2 separate regions of the Mus musculus genome follow, and region 2 is linked to region 1. Evidence: chromatin contacts called from public capture Hi-C data. All regions are on one chromosome and are shown on one strand. The core of a region is the stretch at or near the end of the contact, and the rest is flanking DNA. Distances in the headings are between cores, read along the strand shown. Region 1 holds the start of Pklr (pyruvate kinase liver and red blood cell). Region 2 holds the start of Chrnb2 (cholinergic receptor, nicotinic, beta polypeptide 2 (neuronal)).

Evidence for each region. Capture Hi-C pulls out chosen DNA fragments and counts their contacts.
Region 2: a contact with region 1 is called in a capture Hi-C map of macrophages, with 3 times the contacts expected there. The contact joins the promoter of Chrnb2 here to the promoter of Pklr in region 1. A contact is called at or near these places in 7 of 39 promoter capture datasets (the C10 cell line, embryonic stem cells, hippocampal neurons and 4 more), 2 of 115 datasets of contacts at active chromatin or transcription factors (bone marrow-derived macrophages and large pre-B cells) and 2 of 9 other capture datasets (liver and macrophages).

Annotation. Positions count from the first base shown.
Region 1 is chr3:89,134,791-89,137,768 of GRCm38.p6, reverse strand. It overlaps Pklr (pyruvate kinase liver and red blood cell), which reads right to left and starts at 1,627. Exons shown (of 11, transcript NM_013631.2): 1 at 1,487-1,627; 2 at 363-545. The coding sequence starts at 1,586.
Region 2 is chr3:89,762,983-89,766,399 of GRCm38.p6, reverse strand. It overlaps Chrnb2 (cholinergic receptor, nicotinic, beta polypeptide 2 (neuronal)), which reads left to right and starts at 1,768. Exons shown (of 6, transcript NM_009602.4): 1 at 1,768-2,057; 2 at 3,035-3,180; 3 at 3,346-3,390. The coding sequence starts at 1,994.

The DNA.
Region 1 (2,978 bases), core at 378-2,877:
CATAATAAGCTTGAAACTATCCAAGGCTACCCGAGACCCTGTCTTAAAGACCCAGCCTCAAGTGGAGCAAGGTGGCACATACCTTTAACCCGGCCCAGCTCTCAGGAGGCAAAGGTAGGTGGATTTCTGAGTTTGAGACCTGCCTGCCCAACAGCCAGAGCTACAACATAAGAAGATTCTGTCTCAGAAAAAAAAAAGAAAAAGAAAAAGAAGCAAATACAACAACACCCGCAACAACAACAACACCTGCAAATCTCACAAATATTTGTTGAATGAATGACCATGGCAAAGATAGCACAGTAAGGAGACACCAGAGTCATGCAGGCGGCCCAGTGTGGCGGCCCAGGGTTGGGTGGTCTTACCGATGGTGGCAATGATGCTGGTGCTCCTAGCGGCCACAGGCTCTGAGTCGATATCCAGAAGGCAGAGGTGTTCCAGGAAGGTGTCCGCCATAGCTGCGGGCAGTTGCTGCTGCTGGAAGAAGGCAGTGCCCAGCTCCTGGGTCAGCTGGGCCACACTGGCACGTCTCAGGTATCCTGCTGGCCCTGCGGTAGATGGGGACTCAGGATCCTGCACAGACAATCGCCTATCCCCCATGTGCTTCCTGCCAGTGCACCCTGTGTCTATTCAGCCCTCCGGTCTGTGTGAGGAGGCCTTCCTTCAATCTGAGTGTCACACATTACTTTGTTTAGTCTCCAGGGTTCTATGGAGCAGGCTGTTAGATGTGCTCTTTCCCAACTTTACAAGGAAGGAAAAAGACGGAGAGAGAAAATGCACTGTCTAAGAAAAGGGCATCTTCCAAGGAAGATGATTCAAATCTAGGTCTAGCTCAAAGCTGAGTCCTTACGGACCCAGTTACCGAGACCCTCCCCCACCCCGCCCCCCAGCAGACCACTCAGCCTCAGCACCCCCAGAAGCCTCCCTCAAGTCTCAAGGCATCTCATTCTCTAGGCCTGGAATCTCTCTGTTACTTTTCCTTGTTTACTTCCTTCTAGCTCCAGGCAACTCTCTGGCTTCCCCACTTCCCTCCCCTCCAAGTTCCCTCCATCTATACAGTGCGGCTCTATCCCCTGCCTGCCCCCTTGTGGGGGAAACCCCCGTAGCTTGACCCAGCCCGGCTCAGTAGAGCACCTTCCATACTGCTGCGTACCTGCTGTGTCTGTGGGTCTGCTTTATACTCTGCCTTTGTCAGTGGGATGGGGCCTGGCACAGACGAGATCAGTCCTGGTTAAAGTATAACCAGCTAGCATCTCTCTTGCCAATGGAAGCCTTGTACACTGGGGGCCAGAGTCCAGGAACCACGGGAGTGCCCCGTGGCGTCCATGCTGCCGGATCCCCTTTGGCCTGTCTGCAGAGCCTGGATCAAAGGCTCAAATCAAATTTAACAGAGGCTGTAGTGGGCATCCTTCCCCCAAGGCCTCCACCCCCAACACTGATTCTACCCTAATTCTCCTCTCTGTTCAGTGGCTTCCCTTCCTCTTCTTACCTCCTGGAGCCCCACTTAAAGCAGACTTTGCTAAGTCTTTTTGGGACTTAAAGATCCAGGGCCAGAGCTGCTGGGGTAGCTCGTTCTCTTGGACAGACATGCTTCCAAAGTGTGGGACTGGGGCTGCAAGAACCACAGACTGGGAGGAGAGTGTACCCTAACTGCTGGTCTTATCTGCAGGAGCCAGAGAATAGAAAAGAGGCACACCCAGTAGGCAGCCCCATCCCCACACAGAGTCCCTTCTGGAGGGCTGTCGGTTGTCAGTCCCCACATCTTCCCTTCCCCTAGGTCATCCGTTTTTCCTGGTCAATTTTTAGTCCATTCATACTGTCAGTCCATCAGCTTCAATAGAGACTAGTTCATCGCCAGTGATACAATCCTTTTCTCTTTGTATTTTATTGACAAGAATCTTAGGTATATTCTCAGAGCAAGAGCTTGAATGTGGGGACTAGATTGTGGAAAAGAGGGAGGAACTTTTTTTTCTCTTCTCTTCTCTTCTCTTCTCTTCTCTTCTCTTCTCTTCTCTTCTCTTCTCTTCTCTTCTCTTCTCTTCTCTTCTCTTCCCTTCCCTTCCCTTCCCTTCCCTTCCCTTCCCTTCCCTTCCCTTCCCTTCCCTTCCCTTCCCTTCCCTTTCCTTTCCTTTCCTTTTCTCTTCTAGACAGGGTTTCTCTGTGTAGACCAGGCTGGCCTCGAACGCAGAAATCTGCTTGCCTCTGCCTCCCAAGTGCTGGGATTAAAGGCGTGCGCCACCACCACCTGGCAGAGGGGAACCCTTTGATAGACGTTAGAGGGTATCTCAGTTTCTCGCATCTGTTCCTCTGTGAATCCAAAGATGAAACTATAAACAGTTCTAGGCACTAATTGATAAACTTGTTTAGATTGATGTTGACGAACCATATTAGTAAACACAGGAAGCCTGAGCACAGGGGAGTTCTTCAGCCATCGTGGGGACATCGCACCCAACTCACTTTTTACCAAGGCACCAGGGAGAGTGACCTTGCCTTGCTGACCACCATGAGCATAAGCTGCAGTCCTGCTGTCAAAATTCCCTATAACTACCCCAACCAACAGACGGGCCACCTGGCACTTACTTTTTTTCCATATCCCAGATGACCCTAGACTGGGGATTCTCTTGACCCCATTCTTGGGTGACTTTACAAGTTCAGCAAAGTTGCTAGAACAGTGGGATTCTCTAGGAAGGCTTCCATGACACTATGACAATGACAATGGCCAGTGACAACCCTGGAGGATACAGTGGGAGTCAAGCAGATAGAAAGATGGAACCTTCGCCCTCCATGGGTTTTAATATAGTGTGTGTGGGGAAATGACAGACTACTAGCAAATAAATAAATACTTTAAACTGGGTAAGGGGTGTCAGGCATGGATCATAGGACTGGGCAGGGTGGCCGGGTGGGACAGTGGTGTATCTTAGGCACCTCTTAAATAAGATGAGGCTTTCTTTAATGTGATTATGCTTAAGCTATTAAGGATG
Region 2 (3,417 bases), core at 519-3,018, 630 kb before region 1:
TACTCAACCTGTGTTGATCTAAATTGTTGAAGACAGATCTAACCCTTGAACCTTTCCCCAAGTGATGTGACTGCACACACCCTTTGCCTTCTTGCTAGGCTTCACTGTGATGTGACTGCACACACCCTTTGCCTTCTTGCTAGGCTTCACTGTGATGTGACTGCACACACCCTTTGCCTTCTTGTTAGGCTTCACTGTGATGTGACTGCACACACCCTTTGCCTTCTTGCTAGGCTTCACTGTGATGTGACTGCACACACCCTTTGCCTTCTTGCTAGGCTTCACTTCTTGGTGTTCAGATCTCTTTCTGAATTAGTTATTGTACACACACATACCCTGCCCTGGACCTATGGCATAGATTTCAGTCCACCTTCACATGCACTGTGGTTGTTCTTCTCCCTGTCAGCTTGCTTCCTCTCCTGTGCTTTGCTGCCTTTTCCTCTCAGGCTCTTCCCCAAGCCCTTTTTCTTCCATGCTGGTGATTGTATTTAAGGCTTTGCACATGCTAGGCAAGCATTCTGTCACCAAGCTGTATCACTATCCCCTGGATAGTGATGGCACTGGGCATTTGTTAAATAAGTTGTTTCTGCCTGAACTTATACATATTAAGATATGTCTATCGTGCATTACAATTCTCCTGTTAAGCCCCCATCTCAAGCCAGGCCCTATGCTAGTTCATACTCTGACTGTAAAGGCAGTGGTTGCTATAGAAGTGTTTCATTCTAGAAGAGTCTGGCAAGGTACCTAACTCAATCTTTTGTCAGTCACAGATTCCCTGAGGAACTGGAATTCCTGAAAACACTCAAGTTTAAGTAAAAGGTAGGTAGGGGCACTGGGGTGATAAAAGAGCTGGAGGGAACTACATGTTTAAAAGACCGAGGGCTAGGAGGGGTTAAATAGTCAAGGATCTTAAAGACGTCGTCAATAGCTAGAATGTGGAGCTGAGACAGGCATTGACGAGATGAAGCGAAGCCTTTTGTCTGCTAAGTCTGCTTCAGACAGAAATCTTTTTGGTTGAAAGTGACCACTGATCCACTAAGAAAAAAAAAGAGGTCCTTTATGGGCTCAGTAGCTAAAAGTTCAGGGCTTTCAAGATCAAAGATGTCATTGAGTTTTGACACCTCTCTCATCTTTGCTCTCTTTGTGTTAGCTTCATTCTTTCTGTGAAATGGTCCCCTGATCTCCCCAGAACACAGCGTGGAAGGAACCATTGATATTGGTTGCTTATGCAGATCTCAGAACTTTCAAGGCCACCTTCTTTTCAGGAGGTCTAGACCTATCTAGCTTAGATTCCCCAGGAGAATGGCAAGATCTTGGCCTTGTCTGAGCTTATGGAAGCAGAGAAGGGGGCAGGTGAAAAGACTCTCTTCCAGAACTCCGGAGAAATTTGCTTTTCAAAACTAGACAGCACCCTGCTGCCTACTAAAGAAGTAGGTCCAAGGTCCTAATGTGCATATTCTCCGCTATACTCTTAGCTTTCCAGAAAACTAGAATCATCAGTTTGGGTAAGAACATAGAGGAAAACAGAAACGCCCCCAACCTACCCCATGTCCAGAGAGCCTTGACCTACTTGTCTCCCTCCCACTCTCAACCCTCCCAGTCTTGCTCAAACCTCTCCACGTCATGCCCCAACTTCGGAGCATTTGAACTCTGAGCAGTGGGGTCGCTTTCGCCTCAAGCACACCCCACCTCGGCAGGCCCAGTCAAAGGTCCCCTCACAGGGACCACCTTTTTTTCCCTGGGATCCCGCGCTTCCGCCTCCGGGGCGGAGACTCCTCCCCTAGTAGTTCCACTTGTGTTCCCTAGAAGAGCAGCCGGGACCGGCAAGAAGCCGGGACCTCCCCCTCGTTCCAGGAACTGCCGCGCAGTGGGCACTTCAGCCCTGGAGGCCGCGAGCCCCACCCGGGTGAAGGCGGCTGCGCGGCTTCAGCACCACGGACAGCGCTCCGTCCGCAGCCCTTGTGTCAGCGAGGCTCCGCGCTATGCAGGCGGCATGGCCCGGTGCTCCAACTCTATGGCGCTGCTGTTCAGCTTTGGCCTCCTTTGGCTGTGTTCAGGTAAGAATTGGCCGGCCAGGTTCCACTGCCTCAGCTAGTGGCTTAGGGCACCAAGCTCTGCCACCCCTGCTAGGACAAAAGGCGAAACGAGGGATTCTCTAGCGGAGGAGGAGCCTGCTGGGGGATGGGGAGAGACTCCAGCCAGGGTCGTTCTGCAGGGAGACACTGGAAAACTGATCTGGAAGGAAGACCCAGGCGCAGGCGCAGGCGAGAAACCTGGGAGAGGTGGAAACCTGACCATTGCAGAGAGCACAAAGCAAATGAGCACAAAGAGGAAAGAAGAGGCTTCTGAGATGGCAAGAGGGTTGAGATAACGCCTGACTTTTTATGACCTGGTTGTTAGAGGTGTCAACCTTCCTCTGAGTCCTGGCTCCCCATCGTTTCCCACTCCCTTCATCAGGATTCTGATTTGGGTCACCCCACAGAGAGGGACAAGGCAGGAAGGGGAGAGGGGTGAGTTCCCCCACCTCTTTTAGGATGGACAGAAAACTTAGAAGAGTAGAAAATGCCAGACTGAGGAACTCTGTGGGGTGTCCAGAAGAGGGGGCTTTGTGCAGAGGCACAGAAGAGTAGGGATGGGGAGAGGGGCCAGAACAAGGCAATGCACAAAAGAATGACAACACAAAAGGCTAGGAGCCTGCACCCACAGGTCAGGCAGGTCCCAATATTCTGTTTCAACTCACGGAGGCAGGCAGGACTTCAAGCCTTGTCTCTCTGATGCCTTTTGGGGGAAACAAATCCCCATTAGTCCTTGCAGAATGGTGTCTCTTTGGAGCGTTTGGACTCGTGGTGTGGTCTCAGGGAGAGACTTATCTATGAAAGACAATCGGCCAACTCTGTGGTTCTGTGACATAATTGAAAAATTTGCAGTATCCTTAAAGCACAGGACTGTAAGAGGCTATGACTTCCAGACTCCCTGAGCATGTGGGCCTTTCTGAGCCCTTCTGTTTACTCACTTCCTGCCTTCCCTTGCCCAGGGGTTTTGGGTACTGACACAGAGGAGCGGCTGGTGGAGCATCTCTTGGATCCTTCCCGCTATAACAAGCTGATCCGTCCAGCTACTAATGGCTCTGAGCTGGTGACTGTACAGCTCATGGTATCATTGGCACAGCTCATCAGTGTGGTAAGTGTGGGTCTTGAAAATTCTAGTTACAATAGTCAGCCCAGTCAGAAAGGTTTAATACACAAGTTTCCTTAGGTGCTTCCAGGGTGGAAGAGACCAGGGTGGTGGCAGGCCTGAGGACTTGGGTTGGGGCACCTTTTCAGCAGCTGCCCTGTTTTCCTGCAGCACGAGCGGGAGCAGATCATGACCACCAACGTCTGGCTGACCCAGGTTAGTGCTCTTTCCTACCCACATCCC